2 separate regions of the Mus musculus genome follow, and region 1 is linked to region 2. Evidence: chromatin contacts called from public HiCAR-type data. All regions are on one chromosome and are shown on one strand. Each heading gives the region's core, a stretch centred on a gene start, on an enhancer-like site or on the middle of the called end of the contact. The rest is flanking DNA. Distances are from core to core; before and after follow the strand shown. Region 1 holds the start of Zfp623 (zinc finger protein 623). Region 2 holds the start of Slurp1 (secreted Ly6/Plaur domain containing 1).

What was found. HiCAR-type assays count read pairs that join an accessible place to other places.
Region 1: a HiCAR-type map of astrocytes shows a contact between it and region 2, with 4 times the contacts expected there. The contact joins the promoter of Zfp623 here to the promoter of Slurp1 in region 2. A contact is called at or near these places in 2 of 39 promoter capture datasets (hippocampal neurons and pre-B cells) and 1 of 115 datasets of contacts at active chromatin or transcription factors (astrocytes).

What each region holds. Positions count from the first base shown.
Region 1 is chr15:75,937,268-75,943,045 of GRCm38.p6, forward strand. It overlaps Zfp623 (zinc finger protein 623), which reads left to right and starts at 3,685. Exons shown (of 2, transcript NM_030199.3): 1 at 3,685-3,892.
Region 2 is chr15:74,723,940-74,729,866 of GRCm38.p6, forward strand. It overlaps Slurp1 (secreted Ly6/Plaur domain containing 1), which reads right to left and starts at 4,084. Exons shown (of 3, transcript NM_020519.2): 1 at 4,002-4,084; 2 at 3,543-3,662; 3 at 2,705-3,023. The coding sequence starts at 4,059. The coding sequence ends at 2,869. It overlaps Them6 (thioesterase superfamily member 6), which reads left to right. Exons shown (of 2, transcript NM_198607.1): 2 at 1-434.

The DNA.
Region 1 (5,778 bases), core at 2,435-4,934, 1.2 Mb after region 2:
GACAACAATTACATCTGTTGAATAAACATCACTTTTACATGCATGTAAGCTTGTAGGGCATTTTCTTAGTGATTGATGGGGGAAGGACCCAATCCATTTTAAGTGGTGCCATCCCAGTGCTGATGGTTCTGAGTTCTATAAGAAACATGACCAAGCCATGTTGAGCAAGCCAGTAAGCAGCATTCCTCCTCCATGGCCTCTGAATTATCTCCTGCCTCCAGGCTCTGGTCTTGTTTCAGTTCCAGTCCTGACTTTCTTCAGTCCTGAACACTGCTGAGGAAGTGTAAGCCAAATAGACCCTTTCTTCTCCAACTTGCTTTTCCGTTATGGGCTTTCATCGAAGCAGTAGAAACCCCAAGACAAATTGGTACCAGAATTGTGGGGTGTTTCTGTGACAGATAATGCTGTTTGGGGAAGGGCTGTTAAAATTGTTTAATGCTTAGTGAGCTGTTCTGTAAGAGTTTGGGACATAAGGCTGTTGAGGGCAGTGCCGAAGATGGAGCCCTGCCTTGGTAAGTATCAGAGTGAAGCTCCAAGATTCCATTGGGACCATTTGTTATTTTTGAATTAAGATTCTGGGATTCCCCATCAAAATTCCAACTCAATTCTTCAACGAATTAGAAAGGGCAATCGGCAGATTCATCTGGAATAACAAAAAACCTAGGATAGCAAAAACTCTTCTCAAGGATAAAAGAATCTCTGGTGGAATCACCATGCCCGACCTAAAGATGTACTACAGAGCAATTGTGATAAAAACTGCATGGTACTGGTATAGTGACAGACAAGTAGACCAATGGAACAGAATTGAAGACCCAGAGATGAACCCACACACCTATGGACACTTGATCTTTGACAAGGGAGCTAAAACCATCCAGTGGAAAAAAGACAGCACTTTCAACAAATGGTGCTGGCACAACTGGCTGTTATCATGTAGAAGATTTCGAATTGATCCATTCCTATCTCCTTGTACTAAGGTCAAATCTAAGTGGATTAAGGATCTCCACATAAAACCAGAGACACTGAAACTTATAGAGGAGAAAGTAGGGAAAAGCCTCGAAGATATGGGTACAGGGGAAAAATTCCTGAATAGAACAGCAATGGCTTGTGCTGTAAGATCGAGAATCGATAAATGGGACCTCATAAAATTGCAAAGCTTCTGCAAGGCAAAAGACACCGTCAATAAGACAAAAAGGCCACCAACAGATTGGGAAAGGATCTTTACCTATCCCAAATCGGACAGGGGACTAATATCCAATATATATAAAGAACTCAAGAAGGTAGACTCCATAAAATCAAATAACCCCATTAAAAAATGGGGCTCAGAACTGAACAAAGATTTCTCACCTGAGGAATACCGAATGGCAGAGAAGCACCTGAAAAAATGTTCAACATCTTTAATCATCAGGGAAATGCAAATCAAAACAACCCTGAGATTCCACCTCACACCAGTCAGAATGGCTAAGATGAAAAATTCAGGTGACAGCAGATGCTGGCAAGGATGTGGAGAAAGAGGAACACTCCTCCATTGTTGATGGGATTGCAAGCTTGTACAACCACTCTGGAAATCAGTCTGGCGGTTCCTCAGAAAATTGGACATAGTACTACCGGAAGATCCAGCAATACCTCTTCTGGGCATATATCCAGAAGATGCCCCAACCGATAAGAAGGACACATGCTCCACTATGTTCATAGCAGCCTTATTTATAATAGCCAGAAGCTGGAAAGAACCCAGATGCCCCTCAACAGAGGAATGGATACAGAAAATGTGGTACATTTACACAATGGAGTACTACTCAGCTATTAAAAAGAATGAATTTATGAAATTACTAGGCAAATGGATGGACCTGGAGGGCATCATCCTGAGTGAGGTAACCCAATCATAAAGGAACTCTCACAATATGTACTCACTGATAAGTGGATATTAGCCCAGAAACTTAGGATACCCAAGATATAAGATATAATTTGCTAAAAACATTAAACCCAAGAGAACGAAGACCAAAGTGTGGACACTTTGCCCCTTCTTAGAAATGGAAACAAAACACCCATGGAAGGAGTTACAGAGACAAAATTTGGAAGTGTGACGAAAGGATGGACCATCTAGTGATTGCCATATCCAGAGATCCATCCCATGATCAGCTTCCAAACGCTGACACCATTGCATACACTAGCAAGATTTTGCTGAAATGACCCAGATATAGCTGTCTCTTGTGAGACTATGCCAGGGCCTAGCAAACACAGAAGTGGATGCTCACAGTCAGCTACTGAATGGACCACAGGGCCCCCAAATGGAGGAACTAGAGAAAGCACCCAAGGAACTAAAGGGAACTGCAACCCTATAGGTGGAACAACAATATGAACTAAGCAGTACCCCGGAGCTCTTGTCTCTAGCTGCATATGTATCAAAAGATGGCCTAGTCGGCCATCACTGCAAAGAGAGGCCCATTGGACTTGCAAACTTTATATGCCCCAGTACAGGGGAATGCCAGGGCCAAAAAGGGGGAGTGGGTGGGTAGGGGAGTGGGGGGGGGTATGGGGACTTTTGGTATAGCATTGGAAATGTAAATGAGCTAAATACCTAATAAAAAATGGAAAAAAAAAGATTCTGGGATTCAGGTTAGCTGAGGCTGAAGAATCAGCTGTAATGAACAAGATACCAGGACTACTAAAGTGAAACCTTTGCTTTGCTGTGATACTCGATGCTGGTCAGCTACAGCTGAAGAATTAGTAGTGATTAAGAAGAAACTAGCATCATTGAGGTAAAAACTTTCTAAGTATTTCCTAAGAGCTACACAGAAGCTGTGTTCCAGAAGCAGCCAAGGTTGTCCCTCATGCTGGCAGCTGAACTTGGTAGCATAAGAGTCACCCAGGTGGTACTTACTGGTTTTGAAGACATGAACAGTTCATGGAGGGCAGCTGAGGCTTGGCACTGTGCAGTTTCAGTGGCAGATTTTTTAAAAACAGGATATAAAATATAGAGATAAACCCACACAATTTTTTTTTTTTTTTTGTTAAGACCTAGATGACTCTTAAGGTTGTACCTTCCACGAGGCTGAAGAGATTCCTTGGGGTTAAGATCAAGCAGTTGGTTGGTGCTCTTCCAAAGGATCCTGGTTTGATTTCCAGCACCCACATGGCAGCTAAGAACTGTGTCTATAATCCCATTTCCAGGAGAATATAATGCCCTCTTCTGGCCTCCAGGAGCACCAAGCACACATATGGTGAACAGACATACACACATGCAAAACACTAAAACACACAATAAAATAAAGTTCTGCCTCCATCAGTGAGTGAGCTTGGCATTCTAGGCTCACACCTGACTTTGCAAAGTTGTAAAATAAACTGCCTCGATTTCACTACTCTGAGTCTCCAGTGGTTTATTACAAAGATGTTGTGTCATAGGCACAGCGGCTCAAAGTTGTCTTTCCACCATAGGCATACACACATAAGATAATGATAAAGATGTTCTAAACGCTCAAAGCTAAAACCAAAAGCTACATACAGAACCATCACTAACAACCAACAAGAAATCTTTACTAAAAGCTCTCTAAAGAGCCTGCCTTTCCCAGCTCTTCCAGGGAAGTCTGACGACATCTACTGCCTAGCTTCGCCGCTAATCCCACACCCACGTGCGCAAACAGGGCTCTCAGCCACCGCGTCTGCGCACTGGGTCCTCCGGCTGACCGCAGGAATCTGGCCCGGAAGTCTGTGACAGGGAGACGGCCCCGGCCCCCATTCTTATCCTAGAGTGCCTACGGATGTCCTCCGGGCGGAGCCTCGGGCAGTTTCCGGCCGGGGCGTGCGGCAGCGGTGCGGGCTTTGTGGCCGCCCGGGGTTACCCGCCTGGATGCTGCTCGGCTTGGTTCCGCGCCGTCCTCTCGCCGCCGAGCTCCGGGTGAGTGAGGCGGAGCGGCTCGCGCGGGTGGGCGGGCTCGTGACCGGCGGGGCTCAGCGAGTTGGTTGGTGTCCCGGGCCGGCTGCACTTCGCTTTGGCCTCTGTCCGTAGCTCCTCGCTTGGTTCGGGCCGGAGCCTTGCGTCTCCTCGCCGAGCTGCGGGCGGTAGATGCATGGACCGATCGTCCGCAGACATCGAGGCCCTCGAGGGTTGCACACTCGGCCTCGGCGCCTGCAGGTCGGGCCCCCGGATGGCTGCTTGAAGGCTAAGCCGCTCAGGTGATGGAATGCAGGTGCGCGCCACGCTGCTCTTCGGCTTGGACCTTGCCCTCCTGCCTTCTGCCTTCCCTCAGTCCTTTCGGCCTCTGTCCGAGGGGATGCAGTGCAGGCACCCCAGTGCTTCAGGGGTTGAAGATAATATGTGTGTTGGACAGAATCAGCTCCGTATGTCATGAAGGAGGATTCTTAGGTGGGGTGAGGTGTCATACAAGCTGTTCTATTCCATGAAGTGTCTGAGTCAACGTCTATGACATCTCTGTGATAATGCCAGGGACATTTAGTCCTCTTTGCACCCGGCCCCACCGTGGTCCAGGAGTCCCCAGGGCTTGAGTGCTATGCTAGAGGTTTCCCGGGATATTAGCAGAAGAACAGTTCTAAACTCAAGTAGTTTTCCAGGTGGAGAGCTGATATTCACAATCGCCCTGTGCTCTTCTAGACATCGTTCCTTTGAGACCCATTACAATGAAAGAAACAAATGTCTTCTGATCACGAAGAAATCAGACTCCCCATGCCCCTCGCGCGCGCGCGCGCACACACACACACACACACACACACACACACACACAAACAAACATATACACATCAAGTTTTAAGGCAGAGAGCAGACCTTTGTTCCTGTCACGGATGTGGCATTGTATCTGTTTTAATACTTGGCATAATGATGGCATTCTTTTTTCATATGGGAGGTATAGAGAAACCTCACAAGCCAACACATGCAGCTATGGACACTCCTGGAGCCTTGGGGGTGGATTTCTGGTTCTGGAATGCGTTGGAGGATGATATAGAGAGAGGGTAGACCTGGGAAAGTACCCCCACTCCCCTACAAGACTTATGGTCTGATCTGGAAGTGGACGGGATGCCAGAGAAGCAGTGGGCTAGAACAAAGTGGTGTCTCTGAAGTAAATCACAGAGCCCTCTGACTGCTCTGTTGGCTTATGGAAAATGGCTGCTAAAAGGCCCTGGGCTTGTTAGGAAAAGAAGACTGTTTGTGTCAGCAGGATCCTTGTATGTAGGGGCTAGAGGTAGAGGTTGGAATAGGAGTCCTAAGAGAGCAGCCAGTCACTCGCTCTATTCTTTTTGACCTCAAATAGCATGCCTTGCACACACAGCACCCAGCTACCTCCACAGCTGCAGTGGCACATCCACAGGTTGTCAGGGACACCATGTCGAGGCCCGCCCGCCTGGTTATTCCCAAGGCTGCAGAGATGCAAGCTTTCCTGCTCCTGTTTTTCTTTATGTGTATGGGTGTCTAATGTTGGTTTTTATTCTCCTGATGGAATTGTTGTCTCTAAGGTTTACTGCCTCCATCTCCTAGCTTGCTAGTCCTGGAAGCTTCTAGCCTCTGTCCAATCTAATCTAGGCCTAAACTTGTTTTCAGCCCCTGAGACTTGCTGCTGAATAAGCTCATCCCTTCTGGTTCTTTCTGGAATCTTCTGGCTGGTTTAACTCAGCTGTTCTGTATCAAACTTGTCTCCCAGCTGACTCACTCAGTCTGGCTTCTGAATTGCTCTGCTTGGCCTCCAACTAAGTCTGGTACTCTGTTCTAATCTTCTGGCTCGTTCTCTCCTCAAACTGTCTGTAAAACTGCCTCTCTTCTTTCTCTAGACT
Region 2 (5,927 bases), core at 2,834-5,333:
TCACCTCATAGCAGGGAAGCAAGACCAGAACCAACCCAAGGGCCCCCGAGAACACAGAAGGGCAAGTGGGTGCTGGTCATTGGCTAAGATTCTGGTGATACCCACCACTCTTAAGAGGATATACCCTGTTCTAGGCTGGTCGCCATGACGTCTGGGGCTCCATGACTATGCCTAGCACCTGTCCTGTCAGCTCAGGGAGAGGCCAGCTGCTTGAAGCTAGGAACGGCCTCCTTGCTCCCTCTCTGGGAACCACACCTGGAGCCAGAGCCCAAAGCTTCAGTGATGCCCTGCACCCCCCCCCCCCGCACCCTCCTCACCCCCATCCCCACCCCCACCTCCACCTCCACGCTGCTATGCTTGCCTTAGTGCTGTCAAGGGGAAAGCTGCAACCCGTTTTATTTAAAGAAAGCACAAGATTAAAAGAGTTCTCAAGGCGCGTGTGCCGGGGAGGTTCTCCTTTTCGCAGCCCTGCCACCCCGGCACAGACCGACCAGCTCCCTGGATGTGTCTTCTGGAGGAACATGGATTGACATAGTGTGCCCAGGCTTGTGGGCGCCTCTGCACTTAGGGCTAAGCCTGATGAGTCATGGGATTGAGGCCAAGAGTGAGCAGCTGGCTAGAGCCCCAGCTGGCCTTCCTACCATGGTCCCCCTCCTTGTCCACCCGCCACCTGGAGCCTATGAACCTTGCCACCCAAGTCACGTGCACCTGGCCTGTCTTTTCTGTTGCCTTCCTTAGAGTCCCAGGAGGGCCCTAGGAAAGTGGGGTTCAGGCAACATGGGGCTCTTTGTCCCCTTTGTGGCCAGGGAGACTGAGGTCCCGTGGACTTGGAGCAGATGTTTTATGGGGGTGGGGGAGATCTGTGCTCTACCCAGCACCAGTCCATAGGTCTGAGGGCCTGGGTGGGGGAAGGGGTCAGGGGGTGAGGGCACTCAGATTCGGTCAAGGGTGGAGAAGTTGCACAGTTAGCCAATAGTGTGCAGCTGGGAAGACCTGTCCCATACCTCTGCCCTTCCTACCTCCTACCTAACCCTTGCCCTAAACCATAGGCACATGGGTAGGTACTCAGTGTCTTACTTTCAGGGCCTTTGGAAAAGGGTTTTTCCTTTTCAGGGTTTAGTAGAGCAGCAGGCTAGAAATGGGCAGTATTAAAGGGCCAGGGGTAATCTGGAGGGTGGGGGTCCTTAGGAGGCTTGGGTGGCTCATAGCAGGTGTTGAGTGCTGCCAGACAGTCCCACTGGGACTCCAGATAGAAAGTGGTGGGAGCAAGGTGGAGCTTCTGGGTCTGACTGAGCATCTGCCTCCAGACCTGGAGGAGTACACTGCCTGGACATAGAATTCCCTGCTTAATAATCTAGATGTGTACGTAAGGTCAACCACGGGGCAAGGGCTTTTGCGGTTCTCTGTTGGCACTGGGGACCAGGTAGCTGAGCCTTGCTTATTGCTCTTATGGGCCAGCCCCTCAGGTGCCAAGCCACAGCTCTCCTGCCTCCCCATGGACTCGGGCCAGGCGTGACTGGGTTCTCACTGAGTCCCACCTCTTTGTCTCTGAAGAGGCCGGAGACAGTACCCCAGCTGCTCCACTAGGGGGTGATAGCTGTTTGGTCTCTACAGTGAACCAGTAGCCCTGGCCTCTTGCCTCCAAATCCTGAGTTCAACGAGGCTCTCTGAAATTCACAGTGCAGGGGAATGGCCCCGAGAGGGGACCTTTGAGTATAGAATTGGCCCTAGATGTGGTCCTAGCTGGTGAGGCTTAGAGGGCCAGGTTGGCAGCACAGGGGGTTGTGGGGAAGAGGTGCTTCACACACCTCTCAGGGATCCTGAGGTATCCTGCACCATCCTTGTCACTCCCCCCCTACCCTTGCAGTCTGTTGGGCAACCCGCTAGCAATCCTGATTGCCAGTGGGACTCAGGGCCATGGCCTCCTAACTGGGAGAATCCAGGAAGTGCTCCGTGATACTGCGTTAGTGCCTAGGGCCATTAAGGCCCCACAGCTGCCACACACCTCACAGAGGGAAGAACACTGTGGAAGGGACAGCGGGGAAACTACACTGGGAAAGGGAAACAGTGGCCAAAGGGCAAAGGCTCCTGGGTCCTGAAAAGCTTGAGCTCCCAGCTGGAGAGTCGGCCCCTGAGTGTGCTGTTCGATCCACCCTCTGCCTTCAGCCCTGGCCACTACCCTGGGAAGCAGTACGAGTCCAGCATGGCATTGGGTCTGTAGATAAGGGGACGTTGGCCACAGTCTCATTTGATTCCTCAGCTGTCTCAGGGGAATGGGCAGGCCATTGTAAGAGGGGCGGTGTGTGGCAGATTTGTAGAGATGGACACCCTAGGGCACCTCTCTACTAGGGTAGAGAGGCTGCTGGACTTTGTGTATCTCCCTCTGTTGTATTCCTAGCAGGTCTGGATGGACCACCCAGTCACAGAAGCAGTTGGATTTAGGTTTCATGGGGAGAATGCTGGGGAAGGGTTTCCGGGGCTTAGGAACCTGCCATGGATTGAGATGGGCTAGTGTGCAGGAAGGGTGACCCAGGGGGCCTTGCTCCCTCTAGGTTTCTGTCTCTTCATCTGACATATGAATTGAAAAAAACAAAAACTTGCATGAAAGTGAGGGTCAGGGGCCTGGAAGTGCCAGAATACAGCCTGTCTTCCCTGCAGGCTAGCACTTCAGGTTCCCAGTGCCCAACAAGAACAGAGAGGCCCCTTCGCCCTTGGTTTATTTTATTTTCCACAAGCTTGGTGGACAGTGAGTGACCTGAGGCTCAGTGAGCTCTGCTCATAGATCCAGGCATGTAGAGACGACTGCAGGCAGCACCGGGCCCTGCCGGGAGAGTGGATAGAGAAGGAACGAGGAGGCTCCCTGTGTGGCTAGAGGCCTGCCACGAAGCCTGGAAACCCTGAGTTGCAGAGGTCACGGAAGCAACAGAAGACAGGATGGGCAACGCCAATGCCATCAGGGTCGGTGGCCAGACACGAGCTGGAGCAGGAGCGGGTCACCATGGGACTGTGGTTGAAGGGGAACGCTGCAGGGTGGGCAGACAGCAGAGCCCCAAGTCACTGCAGTTCCTTTCTGCCTCTGCACACCCTTCCCATGGTGTGCTGCCTTCTCAAACCCCTCCTGCAACCTGCATCTTAAATCTGCCCAACCCCCACCCAGCCACAGCACATATTCACGTTGGCACCAGCCTCTGTGGAGCATCCACACTACCTGGTCCTGAGTGGGGGCTCTAGCCTAAGCCACATTTAACATACCTGTGCAGAGCCAGGGTCTAAGCCAACTGCTGCCTTCTACCCATCCCCACTCCCCATAGCCCTGATGCCACTGTCTTAGTGCAGGTACTTGAGGGGCTATACATCTGTGGGCACCATCTATAAGATATGATACCATCAGCACCACCACACGCGCGCACACACACACACCATTCCTGCCCCCTCTGCCTTCTTGGCTGAGCAAAACAGTGGTGGACGAAAGGGAACATGGAGGGACAAGGTAAGCCTGACACCAGGTGGAACCCCCAGCCCTGGCCTGAACCCAGCCTTACCTGCTTCCACTGTCTCCAGTACAGTCTTACAGGCTGTGTCTTCCATCTTGCACTGAGCAATATTCTTGCATGAGTTAATGGCCGTGGGCTGCTCACAGGTATAGCATCGGAAGGCCTCACCTAGCAAGGGTTAGGGGTCACAGTCTCACCACCTCGCTCCAGGGGTCCCTATTGGAGCCAGGTAGGTGAGAGAGAAAGTGACCTCCTGAGAGTCTTCCGAGACCCAGATGTCCAAGACAAGTGACAACACCACATCCTGCATCCGTATCTTCCTCCCTGGAGAACAGATCATGACCAAGACTTCTGTCCCAGAAGCATGTTGGAATCTAAGACCCAGGAAGCTTACCAAGGGTCCAGAGGATGCCTTGGCCACAAAGATACCTCTCTCCCATTAAGAGATGGGATAAACCGAGTTCTACAGCAGAGCTGCCCCTGAGAGCCTCACTCCAAGTCACTCACCATAGCCCATGCTCCAGGCTGCCAAGAGCAGCAGCCACATGGCCCAGCGAAGGGTCATTCTTCAGTGCTCAGGAGCTAGGAGCCCTGGCTGGCCTCATAGTGAGGATTTTATACTCAGCCTCCGGCTTCGGCTTCTGGGTGTTGGCAGGACCAGAGTGACTCAGTAGGGAGGCACAGGGCTAGGGGTGTGGGTGGTGGATGGGAGCCATCATCACCTACCATCCCAGGGTGGGGCCCCTCTATGGACCTTTTGGGGAACCTCTGTCTGGGAGTCTTGGTCCTGCTTCTGCTGGTGCACCTCCAGTACTCGACACCATGCTCTGCTGTCCCTCAACTGAGGAAGCCTTTTAGAGCCTGGCTCAACTGGCTCTCAGATGAGCCTCTTGCCTCAGCTATGTGAATGCATCCAATAGGCCAGATAGTCAGGTCCCGAGAACCCCTGAGGCTCAGGTACAAGGCTGCTTTATATCTGCCTGATAAAAGGAACCTCACTGTATCCCATCTGCCTAAGACCGATCTACTATGCACCCAGATGTACTCACAAAGTAGAGGCTGAGCCAGTATGGAAAGGAGGGAGTACCTGATGTGGTATAGGTGCTGTGAGGGCAGAGGCAGATATAGGGTCTTAGAATGGCCCCTACACATCCACTGCCATTCCCCTGACCATGAATGAATGTCTTTTAGACCAAGCTTGAGCTTCTTAGCTTTAGTCCTGACAGCAGAACTCTACCTACTCTCCTGGACTGATAGTCTATTCTGGCTTCCCTGTGCTGGCCCTTTCATGTTATGGGCACCCTGGCTGTTTTCCTGTGCCAGAAGGACCATCTAAGCCTTCATCCTCCATAACCCTCCCCAGTTGAGGTCTCTTTGGTTTTGGTTTTGGTTTTGGTTTGGTTTTGTTGTCGTTCTCCAAGGTTTCAATGAGTGGCCCTGTGGATGGATATGGGGGTAGGCAGATGAAGGAGTAAGGGAGGGAGGGAGGGAGGAAGGGAGGGAGGGAGGGAGGGAGGGAGGGAGGGAGGGAGGGAGGGAGGATAACAGATGATGGGGTGGATGGGTGGAGGATGGGTGATGGACAAATGGATAGATGGATGCATGATAGGCAGATGATTGCATAAGATGGATAGATAATACTTGGCTTTAACAATAGGTGGGTGGTTGGCAGCTGGCATGTGTGTCTCTGTAGGGAGCTGGTGGGTGGTCCACCCCTTACAGACTCTGTAACAGCAGAATTACAGCCTGACCTTGTGACAGACAGGCTGCAATGGAGGAGCCCTGGTCCAGGCACCTAGGAGGCATGCGTTTTTCTCCTGGCCTTTCTGCTCTTTCTTTGCATGGCCTTGGGATAGCCCCCTTGTCCTTCCAGACCTTGGCTTCCTGTTTATGGATTGCTAGGGCAGAAGTGGCCTGGCACTGCAGGGAGAAGCCAGTTGTACAAGGTTTGTAGAAAAGTAAAGAGAAGGTGTGGCTTACAGAGGGAGGGACTGCAGTTCCTACAAGTCAAATAGTGGGGCCACTCATCTCTGGGGCTCTGTCCACAGACCACACCCAGAGGTTGGGAGAGGAGCCAGGGAAAGTCTGGCTCTGAGCCTGAGAGACTGAGCCTAGCCTGCTTGGTGACCCAAGCCTGTTCACAAGGCACTTGCTCCAGAATCCCATTCCTTCATCTGTAAACAGGGTAGATGAGCATCTACGGTACAATGCTCAGCAAAAGTGGGTCTTTATGGCCCTGTAAGGCCCTTTTGACCAAAGTGCAAGTGAACTTGGAACCCAGGGCTGGGGAACGAGTAATCATGAAAACAGTACAGGGTTATATACTGAGGACAAAAGACACTGACATGATGCTGATGCGAGGCTGCCTGAAGGGACTACTTGTCCTGGCTCTGGAAAGAAGGGATGACCTCACAGGTCAGTGATGGCAGGGGA